Linked DNA regions of Sus scrofa: region 1 is linked to region 2. The links are chromatin contacts, called in public HiChIP or PLAC-seq maps. All regions are on one chromosome and are shown on one strand. Each heading gives the region's core, a stretch centred on a gene start, on an enhancer-like site or on the middle of the called end of the contact. The rest is flanking DNA. Distances are from core to core; before and after follow the strand shown.

The links. HiChIP or PLAC-seq counts read pairs in DNA pulled down with a chosen protein or histone mark.
Region 1: an H3K27ac HiChIP or PLAC-seq map of alveolar macrophages shows a contact between it and region 2. The contact joins two enhancer-like sites. A contact is called at or near these places in 1 of 5 promoter capture datasets (liver) and 1 of 2 datasets of contacts at active chromatin or transcription factors (alveolar macrophages).

What each region holds. Positions count from the first base shown.
Region 1 is chr7:98,726,613-98,732,470 of Sscrofa11.1, reverse strand. The region is part of intron 2 of FLVCR2 (feline leukemia virus subgroup C cellular receptor family member 2); the gene reads right to left. Among named protein-coding and RNA genes, the nearest start is that of FLVCR2, 11 kb to the right of the region's middle. Within about 2 kb of position 3,935, at least 6 of the 83 cell types and tissues checked have an H3K27ac peak or open chromatin away from gene starts, as enhancers often do. A contact at or near this core is called in alveolar macrophages, where this site is marked.
Region 2 is chr7:98,487,341-98,492,971 of Sscrofa11.1, reverse strand. No RefSeq gene overlaps it. Among named protein-coding and RNA genes, the nearest start is that of FOS, 41 kb to the right of the region's middle. Within about 2 kb of position 3,676, at least 8 of the 83 cell types and tissues checked have an H3K27ac peak or open chromatin away from gene starts, as enhancers often do. A contact at or near this core is called in alveolar macrophages, where this site is marked.

The sequences.
Region 1 (5,858 bases), core at 2,686-5,185, 240 kb before region 2:
GCTGAGCCAAGACGAGGCACCAAGCAGCCAGGCAGCCGGAGACACAGTCTGAGACCCAAGATGAACCAGGATCTGAAGAGGGTCCTTTGCCAGGGGGTTTGTTCTATACCTGATGAGTGAGTTTGGCTCGTCATAAAGTAGGTAACAGGTATTCTGTCCATCTTATCAAAGTTCTTGCTAGACAGTGAGTCAAGCAGTGCAGGGAGACAATGACACCTCTGCGAGTCCCTAAATGAAGTGACGGTGGCCACCTAGGCCCTTGAACACAACTCCTATCCCCACAGTGGCCTTGGGAGAACCAAACATTCCCAAGGACTTGCCTTTACTTCGCAGATAATGCCACTGTTGACATGTCTGTCCCAAGGCCAGCAGCTGAGAATGTCTCTTAGTGGCCGGGTCTTCCCAGGCCTTGGCTCCCCCAGCCAGCCAGCCCCAAGGAGGAGGGGCTCTACCACCTGCGGCTCTTCCTGAGGCCCCGCTTCCAGTGCTTAGAGGTGAGGAAACAGATGGAGGGGACTTTCTCAGGAGCTTCATAAAAGGTGAAGAAGCTTAGTAAGAGGGTTGGTCAGGCTGCATTCTTTCCCTACCCACCACCTCTCCCAGGCTCCCGAGGCCAAGGTTGAGGCACTATTCATTGGCAATCACAGAATGTGCTCCAGAATCTTCCTTCAGCAATGAGAAGACAGTGCTCCGGTGTAAAACCAGAACAGCAGTCATCCGTCTTTCCATCCACATGTTCTCAGCCCCCACCGCATGCCAGGCATGGCCTCTTCTAGCCTGTGTTCTACAAGCAAGGTCTTGTGGGGGGTGACCCATTTCTAGAAGGGTGATGATACCAGCTTCAACCTAACCCATCAGCAAGGAGAGTGGACAGCCAGCAGGTCTGCTTAAGTTCCCCACCTATGGCCCCAGAGAGGTGGGAGGATCTGCCAGCAAATATTTCTGGGATAGCAGCTGAGAATCCAGAGGTTCCAGAAAGAATGTTGCAGAACCTGAGTTTGACGAGGTGGGAGAAGACAGATATGGACTCAATGAATGTTTGCGGAAGCTCATCTAGTTCAGGAGCTTTCGCAACTTGCTTAACGCTTAACTGGGGTGGCCACCCTGTGAGCCCTGGGTTTCTTGTTACAGACAAGGAAGTTGTCGCCCAGAGAGAGCAGGTGTCCAGTTTGAGGTCCCAAAACACAGGTGCTGGCAGAACCAGGCTGGGGTTTCTTGGCTCCCACAGCAGGAGTTCTCAAACAAGCTCAGGCAGAGAATCAAAACCGCAGATTCCTGAGCGCCCCCCTCCACCCACCCACTCCCCTGTACCCAGGAATCTACATTGCAAACAAACTCAGGTGGTTCTAATGCTGGAGCTTCAAGGACCACACTTGAAAGCAACTGACCCTGGAGTTTCCGTTATGGCTCAGCGGTGATGAACCCGACTAATATCCATGAGGATGCAGGTTGAATCCATTCAGTGGGTTAAGGATCGGGCATTGCCATGAGCTGTGGTGTAGGTCCCAGACGAGGCTTGGATCTGGCGTTGCTGTGGCTGTGGTGTAGGCCAGCAGCTGCAGCTCTGCTTTGACCCCTAGCCTGGGAACCTCCATATGCTGCAGGCGCAACCCTAAAAAGCAAAAAACAAAAACAAAAACAAAAACAAAACAACAACAACAACAAAAAAAACCCAAACTGACCTCCACTGCCTCAAGGAAAGGAATCAAGAGCTAATTCCCAGCAGCAGCTGGGCTCCATAGGCAGCCTAGGCAGGGACAGGTGGTGGGACGGGTGCGTGCTCCTGCCTAGCTGCTCAGTGCCCCTGAGTGAGTGCCCTGAGAAGCCCAGAGACACATCCATACCAGACATGAAGCCCAAGAAAAAGGTCAGTGGACTCGAGAATTGCTCAAGGGGCAGCACCATCCCAGACTGACAGCCCATGGCGATGGACCTCTGCTTTAATGCCATGACTCATGGCCACTCACTTACTACATTTGGGAGTAGATGGACATGGCGAATGCCCCTGTGCATAGACGGCTGCCTCCAGAGCCAGCACGGGAGACCCAGCCACGCCAACATAGCCAATCTGGGGCAGCAATCAGGAATTTCCAGAGAAGAGGAGAAAAGAAAAAAGGAAGCACAACAACCCCCAACCTTGCTCCAGCTTCTGTCCCCCTCCCTTCTGGAGCCCTTCATCCTGCAGAACCAAGAGAGGGGAGACGCTCCCTGGGGTTAAGTTTGGGAGGGCACGAGACAGCAGTCAGGGCACAGAGAAGAAAGAAGAGGAAACACCAGCTTCCACCTTAACTCTGTGGTGCCTTATCATCCCTGATGAGGATCCAACCAATCCACAGGGGGCTGTTTGATGTCGGGGGTTGAGGGAGGTGAAGGCAAGGGAAGGACATCCTGTTAACAGTATTGCTGGACAAAGATCAAGAATCAGGCAGTGGAAAACAGCTGTGGCCACCTGATAAGCCGGGGCACCCCCCTTCCTTCAGTAGAGTCAGGTTTATAAGACTAAGGTCTGATGGGCAGACCTACACCGCAGCACGAGACGCCTAACCCACAGAGTGAGTGAGGCCAGGAATCAAACCCACATCCTCACGGACACTATGTCAGGTTCTCAACCTGCTGAGCCACAACGGGAACTCCCAATTACCTTTATCGATGATAGCAGCGACAGCTCTGTTCTTCACTTAGCACTTCCTATCTGATAAACTGTCCCTAACTGCCCTCCCCTCCTGTCTCATTTACTCCTCTCCTCGACCTTCTGCAATAGCCAATATTATCTCCGTCTTAAAGTAAGAAGCCAAGAGTTAGAAAAGTCAAGGGTCTTATTTCAAGGGTACACAGAGGAGCTAAAGATGTGACCTCGCCCATCCTGGGTCTAGCAGAATTCAAGGCACCCAGTAAGGACTGAACAGCTCTTTCCACCCAAGGGGTAAGACTGCATCAGGTCAGGAAGCCAATCAGGGCATGCGAGTCCCTTCCTCCAATCGCCCGAGCTCTCAGCTGAGTGATCACCTCAACTCCTTTCAGGAAAGGAACACGTGTTTATTCATTTCTCCATCCATATTTAAGCAGCTATTATGCCCAGAGCCCTGAAAGGCGGGAGACATGTATTAGTCCAGGCTCCAGTCCTTTGACAAGTTTCCCATTTAGTGGGAAGAGGAGCTGGAGGAAGAGGGAAAGAGGACAGTTAAAGTTAAGGAAGAAGAGGAAACCCAAATCGCCAGAAAACACAAGGGCCTGTATCCACGCCAACTCAGCAAGCACCCACAAGGGCAAAGAACATCCTTCCCCAGCACAGAAACTGAGGAGATGATGGCAGAGGAGGAGCAGGTACCCAGGTACCTAGCCAGAAGGAACACCTCACAAGCAGTGTTACTTTTTTTTTTTTTTTTTTTTTGGTCATGGTAAAATATATAGAGAGCATAACATTTACTGTTTTAATCATATTTAACTGCACAGTTCAGTGTCATTAAATACATTTACATTATTGTGCAACCATAACACCATTCATTTCCAGAACTTTTTCCATCCTCCCAAACTGAAGCTGTACCCCTTAAACACTTACTCCCCACCCCGTCCTCCCCCAGCCTCTGGCAACCACCATTCTGCATTCTGTCTCTACGAATTCGATGACTCCAGGTAGCTGTGGTATAACAAAAACATATTTGGTCTTTGGCCCTGGTTCCTGGCACAAAGCTCTAAACCCTGGGAATTTCCTGAGTGACAGGAATGTCCTTTGTTATAAGGAACCCAATTCCACCCCACCTGAGTTTATGCTATAAGGTGACTGAGAGAGGGGCCCCTGTAGAGCCTTGGGATGGAGCTGGTCTCCAGAAGACCAAGCGATTAGAGTTTGGGAACTTTCAGCCCCATTTCTGAAAAGAGGAAGGGAGCTGGAAATTGAGCTCTAGAAAAACTCATGAGCAAGGAAATCTGGTGAACCCTCAGGCTGGTGAGCACATGACATCAAAGTCCTGGGAGGGGGGCGGCCCCACAGAGGCTCTTGCATCTCCATCTGGCTGTTCCTGACGTTAGCCTTTAAAATAAACCAGCAAAAACAGCAGGTAAAGTGTTTACCAGGGTTCCCTGAGCCATTCCAGCCAATTATAGAACCTGAGCAGGGCTTGTGGGCACTCCCCCACCCCAATTTATAGCTGTCAGTCAGAAGTATGGGCGGCCCCTGGGACTTGCAAAGGGCATCTTCAGTGGAGGCAGACTAGTGGGACTGAGTCCTTAACTGGAGTCTGCACCAACTCCAAGGAGTTGCTGTCAGAATTGAACTGAATTGTAAGACACCCAGTTGGTGTTAGAGAATTGGAGAACTGTTCTGTGTCAAATAAAAAGACACCTCAGTATCTCATAGCAGTGGAGTGTGTCCTTTTGTGACAACCTTCTTTCCCTGAGCATAATGTCTTCAAGGTCATCCAGGTGCAGCATGTGTCAGAATTTCTTTTCTTTTTAGAACGGATACTATTCCATCCTACACATATACCACAATTTATCAATTCAGCCATAGATGAACATCTGGCTTGCTCCCACCCTTTAGCTTTTGTGAAGAATACTGCTTCACACATGAGTGTACACATATCTGTTCAAGTTCCTGCTTTCAATTCTTTAGGGTATCTACTGAGAAGCAGATTACTAAATCATACAGTAATTCTATTTTTAATTTTTTGAGGAAGTGATATACAATCTTCCATGTGACCGCATGGTTTTACACTCCCATCAGCAAGGCACAAGGGTTCCATTTTCTCCACATTCTTGCAGGCACTTCTTACTTTTTCTTTTTTTCTTTCTTTCTTTTTTTTTTTAATTGATAACCATCTTAACGGGTATGAATGAGTATCTCCTTGTGGTTTTGATTTGCATTTCCCCAATGCTGAGCTTCCTTTCTTGTGTTTATTGACCACATGCGTATCTTTTTTTTGGGGAGAGAAATGTCTACTCAAGTCATTTGCTCCTTTTCAAATCAGGTTGTGTTTTTGTTGTTGTTCAGCTAAAGAGTTCTTTATATAATCTAGATATTAACCCCATATCAGATATATAATTTGCAAATATTTTCTCCCACTCCATGGACTGCCTTTTCACTCTAATGATAGTGTTCTCTAGTGAACAAAAATTTTTAATTTTGATATGGTCCATTTTTTTGTTGTTGTTGCTGCCTATGCTTTTAGTATCATATCCAAGAAACCACTGCCATCATTGCCAAAATCAATACCATGCAACGTTCCCCTTATGTTTTCTAGTAAGAGTCTTACAGTTTTCCAATATGATTTGTTGAAGACAAGTGATAATTATATGTCAACATAGTTTCATCGACTACAACAAATGTACCACTCTGGTGGGGGATGCTGACAACAGGGGAGGCTACACCAGAAGGTAGTCCAGGGAGTAGATAAGAAAAGCCTGTACCTCCTCTTAATTTCGCTGTGAAACTAAAAGTGCTATCAAAAATAAAGCCTATTTAAAAAGCTGTCCTTTTGCTCTTGAATGGTCTTGACACCCTTGTTGAAGTTGACCATACATGGGAGGTTTATCTGGACTCTATTCCTCTAGCCTTACATGTTTATCTTTATGCCGATACAGCACTGTCATGATTCCTGCAGCGTTATTAGTTTTGGTATCAAGAAGTGTCAGACCTCTGACTTTGTTATTCTTTTCCAAGATTGTTTTGGCTGGTCAGTGTCCCTTTAATTTCTATACGAATTTTAGGATGCATTTTTATTCATCCATGAAAAACATCATCGGGATTTTGGTAGTGATTACACTGGATTTATAGACTTCTTTGGGTAATATTGACAACTTAACAAAAGTAAGTCTTCCAATCCATGAACATAGGATGTTTTTTCATTTTAATATGACTT
Region 2 (5,631 bases), core at 2,427-4,926:
TCTCCCTCCTATTTAGGGTGCACTGCTGAGCTGTGGATGGACAGATGTTTCCCCGAGGTCTCCAGTGCAGCTCCTCCCTCTTCTCTCAGATGAGCACAGTGACATGCGCCAGAAACCAAACCCACCGTGGCCGGGCAAGGCTGCATTTACATCTCCGTGCCTTTGCACCTGCTATTCCTTCCATGTGGACCGCCCTTCCCTAACCCACCTACCTACCTCTCACCCAGTCTTGCCCTCTGCTATCAAGCCTTCTCTGACCCTCAGGCTGGCTTTGTGCCACCACAGAACCTCGTACACTGCTCAGTGTTATACCATTCACTTTGAATTCTAATATTTGCTTTTATGCTTGGACCCTACCCTAAACTAAACTTTTAGCTACTCAAGAGCAGGGATTTTTAAAATTCAACTTTCCAGGAGTTTCCATTGTGGCTCAGCAGAAACAAACCTGACTAATATCCATGAGGACTCAGGTTGTATCCCTGGCCTCGCAGTGGGTTAAAGCATCTGGAGTTGTCGTGAGCTGTGGTGTAAGTCGCAGATGCGGCTCAGATCTGGTGTTGCTGTGGCCGTGGCATAGGCCAGCAGCTACAGCTCCGATCAGACCCCTAGCCTGGGAACCTCCGTATGCCGTAGGTGTGGCCCTAAACAGATAAAAAATAAAAAATAAAAAATAAAAAAATAAAATAAAATTCAACTTTCCAGAGTTCCCATTGTGGCTCCGCCATGAAGATGCGAGTTCGATTCCTGGCCTCGTCCAGTGGATTAAGGATCCAGCGTTGCTGCACACATAGGTCACAGATGCAAGCGAGGCTGTAGTAAATAAATAAATAAATAAATAAATAAATAAATTCAACTTTCCATAGTCATGACTTCAATACCATCTGCATATTCATGACTCCAATTAACATAACCAGCCAGACTCTCCTCAGCACCAGAGCCATAGATCCAAATCTAGATGTCCCTTGAACATCTCCTCTTAGATGTTCTACAGACCCCTAAATTCAATGACCCCAAAAGTGAGCACATTGTCTTTCCCTACACTTACCCCCCCACCGCTTCCTGAGCAGGTGGACAGGACCACTCCCCATCCGGTCACTCAAGCCACATGTCTGAGCTTCCCCCTTACCCCCTCCTCTCCTTCACTCTATCCACCATATCCTGTGTAGTTCTTGAGAATGCACCCCCCCCCACATCCTCACAGCCCCTTCCTTGTTCAGGAACCGTCATCTCTCACCTGATCAACTGCAAACCCTTCTTAACAGTTCCCCAATCTTGCCCTCTCCTCTCCTTCCTTCTCAGTCTCTGTATGAAAGCCTGATTTTTGTTGTTGTTGCTGTTGTTGTTGCTTTTTAGGGCCGAACCCACGACATACGGAGGTTTCCAGGCTAGGGGTCAAATGAGAGCTACAGCTCCCTACGCCGCAGCCACAACAATGCAGGATTCAAGCCTCGTTTGCGACCTACACCACAGTTCATGGCAAGGCCAGATCCTTAACCCACTGAGCAAGGCCAGGGATCGAACCCATAACCTCATAGTTCCTAGTCAGATTCATTTCTGCTGCGCCACAACAGGAACTCTGAAAGCCTGATCTTTTTAAGATGGTCTTTTTGGGAGTTCCCGTTGTGGCTCAGTGGTAACAAATCTGACTAGTGTCCATGAGGACCCAAGTTCAATATCTGGCCTCGCTCAGTGGGATAAGGATCCAGTGTTGCGGTGAGCTGTGGTGTAGGTCACAGACACAGTTCAGATCCTGTGTTGCTGTGTCTGTGGTATAGGCCAGCAGCTGCAGCTCCCATCCAACCCCTAGCCTGGAACGTCCATATGCCACACCTGCAGCTCTGAAAGCAAAACAAAGTTCTTTCTGGAATGTCAATGTGATCCTAATAAAATTCTTCCACGTCTCCCCAAAATCCAAATTTCTCAACATTAAAATGGATGACAAAACCCTTTGGGACTGACCTCAGCTTATCTCATTGTTTACAATTTCTCTCCCAATCTTGCCCACCAACCACCAGTAAACACACAAAATAAGCTGCAGCCATCCAGAATGACCTGCCATTTCCCAGGGTGCTATATGCACTCTCCGCATGGCACAGGCAGTGTCACTCACCAAATATCACATGTGCTTGCCTACATTTCTTGCCTTGTGGCAATTAGATGGAGCCATGTAACTAGTTCTAGCAGATTTTGAGCAGAAGCCAGTGGTTACATCTGGGTTAAAGCTATAAATTTCCAATGCTTCTCCCTCTCTCTTCTTCCTCAGCCACATATTGAAATGGTGGAGTCTTGAGATGGAAGCATCCTGGATCACTGAGTCACCACATGGAGGACAGTTGCCCTGAATGCACATCAAACTTCTCTTGAGGGAGAAAGAAACAGTTCTCGTGTTAAGCTACTTTGTGGGGGGAGCAGTTCTTTTACTGCAGCGTAACCTAGCCTATCTCCTCCCATTCTTTCGTACATCCTCTGTCTATAAAGAGTTTCCCTCCTGTCTCACTACAGCCACCTCCACACCCGGCCAGCTCCTATTTTTAGAGTTGTGTGTGTGCAGGGAGTTTTTGTGGTTTTTTTTGGTTTTCGTTTTTTTTTAGGGCCACGCCCATGGCATATGGAAGCTCCCAGGCTAGGGGATGAATCCGAGATATAGCCACTGGCCTATGCCACAGCCACAGCAATGCCAGATCCTAGCCAAGTGTGCAGCCTACACCACAGTACACAACAAAGCCGTATCCTTTAACCCACTGAGCAAGGCCAGGGATCGAACCTTCATCCTAATGGATAATAATCAGGTTTGTTACCTCTGAGCCGCAATGGGAACTCGCCCTATTTTTCTATCAGGCTTAGTTTAGCTGTGACTTCCTCCTGAACTCCCAAGTCTAGATCTGGGATTCTCACTGAGAACTTCCTTAGCAACCTGTGAAATCCCTCCTAGCAATTTGCACTATACATTATACTGGCCATTCATTTGCCTCTTAATCCCCACTGGGTCTGCAGAGCTAGACCCCATACCTATCTCATTCATGCTTCTGTCCCCAGCACCTGACACAGGGCCTGCCTGTAGGGGATTTAACATATATTTGCCCAGTGAATAAACCTGATAGTCACAGGACCCAGCCCCTAGCTCAATAAATATTTGTTAAATTAGTGCATGAACAAAGGACTTTACAACCCCTAAAATCAAAAGGGAAAAAAAAAAGATTTGGGTTCTACAAAGTAGCCTGATACCCATACTACAGTCTTGAATTATGCAAATACACTCACAAGCTACTTTAGATATGCAAATTAGCATACCCATCCCTCAGCTCTGCCCCAACACTGAAGGTCAACTATTTGACTTTAATGAGTCTCTAGTCCTTCTTCTAGTGGGTAAACTATTCGAAATAATTGAGGAATTGGGAGGGTGGAAAGTTCCCCTTTTAAATGGCATATTCTTTTGGAGAAACAAAAGGCGAATGTTGAAAATCTGCAGCCAGATCCTTACCCTACCCCTCCCTCACTTTGTTCGTGTTTGTTTAACTTTTCATTCGGATTACCTACTGGGACCACAGAAGGACTGCTCTTAGGCATTAAAACAGCGGCTATGTAAATAAGGGAAGCGTCTTAAGCTCTGGTGCCATTTAAGGCCACAGCTGTCCCACAAAGCCACAGGCACTGCTGTTGAGTCAGGTGGCTGGGAGAGACAGGGAGGGGGGCTGAGCAGCCCCCTCTCCTTAGCTGTCCGATGCCTGCGGTGGCACTCAGGCCCTTGAGCTTCTCCATTTGTCATTTTCAGCAAAGCCAACAGCTCCAGTCACTGGGGACTTAGGCAGGCAGCTGCAATTTTTCCCAAGGGTTTCAGCTCAATCTGGGTGAAGCCTTGAGAAATCATTGGGGAAAGACCCATCGATCAGACTCAATTCAAGGCAGGAAAGATTTATGGAGCATGTACACATAGGAGTTCCTGGAGGGAATACTAAAGAAATCTACATCCCAGGTGGCACCTTCAAGGACCTGAGCTTCATGAAAAGAGCCAGAGTTGAGCATGTGAGAAAAAAACAAGAGGACAATATAAGGCAGTGTATAATCAAGTGCTATGTTATGTGGTTCAGGCTCTACAAGGATCAAAAAGCCAAAGAGTGATGAGACCAGGAGGCGGCAAGGAGAACCTCATTATAATGTTGGATGCCTGCTCTAAGCCAGATATCACACACCTTAGTGCTTAGGCTGCACAAACCCCTTGAGACAAAATAACTTTCCCAAGGTAGCAGAGCCGAAGGGTAGAACCAGAAGTCTAACCCAGACCTAACCTCAAAACCTGTGTTCCAGGCCACCTCAAATATACAACCTCATAAAGGGTATTAATGATTATGACTGGGGCCCTAAGCTAAAACTTGCCCATATATTGCTTTTTGCCCCACTTTATCTTGAGGAGTGTCAATACTTGGAAAAACTGAGGCTCCGAAAAGTTATGAGCCACGGGGCAGAAAATTGCGAGACCCCCTAGTTGCAATACAATTCAAATTTATTCCAATTCAGATATCCTGTGCCTTTTCGTTTTCCCCTGCCATTGATTTTTATTTAAACCACAGAATTTTTAAAGGCGCAAATGTGCTATTTTAGGAGCTGGACACATTGAGATATTGCCTGTTTCTGAAAGACAAATTGATACATGTTTTTACTGCTGCCGTCCTTCAGAAGTCCTTCCTAGACAGTGAACATGGCCTTGAGGTGGGGGGCAGGGGAACACCCACCACCAACCTAGATCATATTCCTCATCAGTCTGACACTGGCTGAAACGCCCCTGAAATGTCATAGGTGAGCCTTATAAAGCAGGCTTCATGCTATATGCCTTGGATTTTTATTTAATGTTTTTCCAATTGCCATCAACATGTCAACCATATCAAACACCCCTGTATGCCAGGCACAGTACCAATTCTTTTCTCGGCACAAATCCCCTTCTGGAGGCCAGGAAACTGAGGATCAGGAAGCTTAAGTTACTTGCTCCAGATCATACAAGTCAGTTGCCGAGCCAAACCTCCTGTCTCTGAGACCAGAACATGTTTTTATATCTTTCTCAGTCAAAATTCTCACCCGAATAGATGGTAGGGCACAGCTTAAATCATTTTTAAAAATGTTTTAAACCAGCAAAATGTGCATTTTGTTCATACCAAAATGCAAGAACCTGGAGTTCCCTGGCAGCCTAATGGTTAAGGATCTGGTGTTGTGACTACTGTAGCTTGGGTCACTGCTGTGGCATGGGTTCGATCCCTGGCCTCCCGCTCCGTGGGTTAAGGATCAGGCATTGCCTTGAGCTCTGGTGTATGTTGCAGACTCAGCTCCGGACCCCGAGTTGCTGTGGCTGTGGGTGTAGGCTGGCAGCTGAAGCTCCGATTCGATCCCTAGCCTGGGAACTTCCATATGCCATGGGTGTGGCCCTAAAAAGCCAAAAATAAAAATAAAAATTGGAGCCGTCTACAGGCCAGGCAGAACCCACACAGGTTGAGTGTGGCCTCCAGGATGGCCTGCAGTGAGGTATCCTCCTGGCCCACACGTGTATGGGTCATGGAGTTTGAACTCCTCTCAAGAAGGGATGACACTTCCCACTGGGCTGGGGAGATAATCCCAGAGAACTAAGAAAAGAGGAGTTCCCGT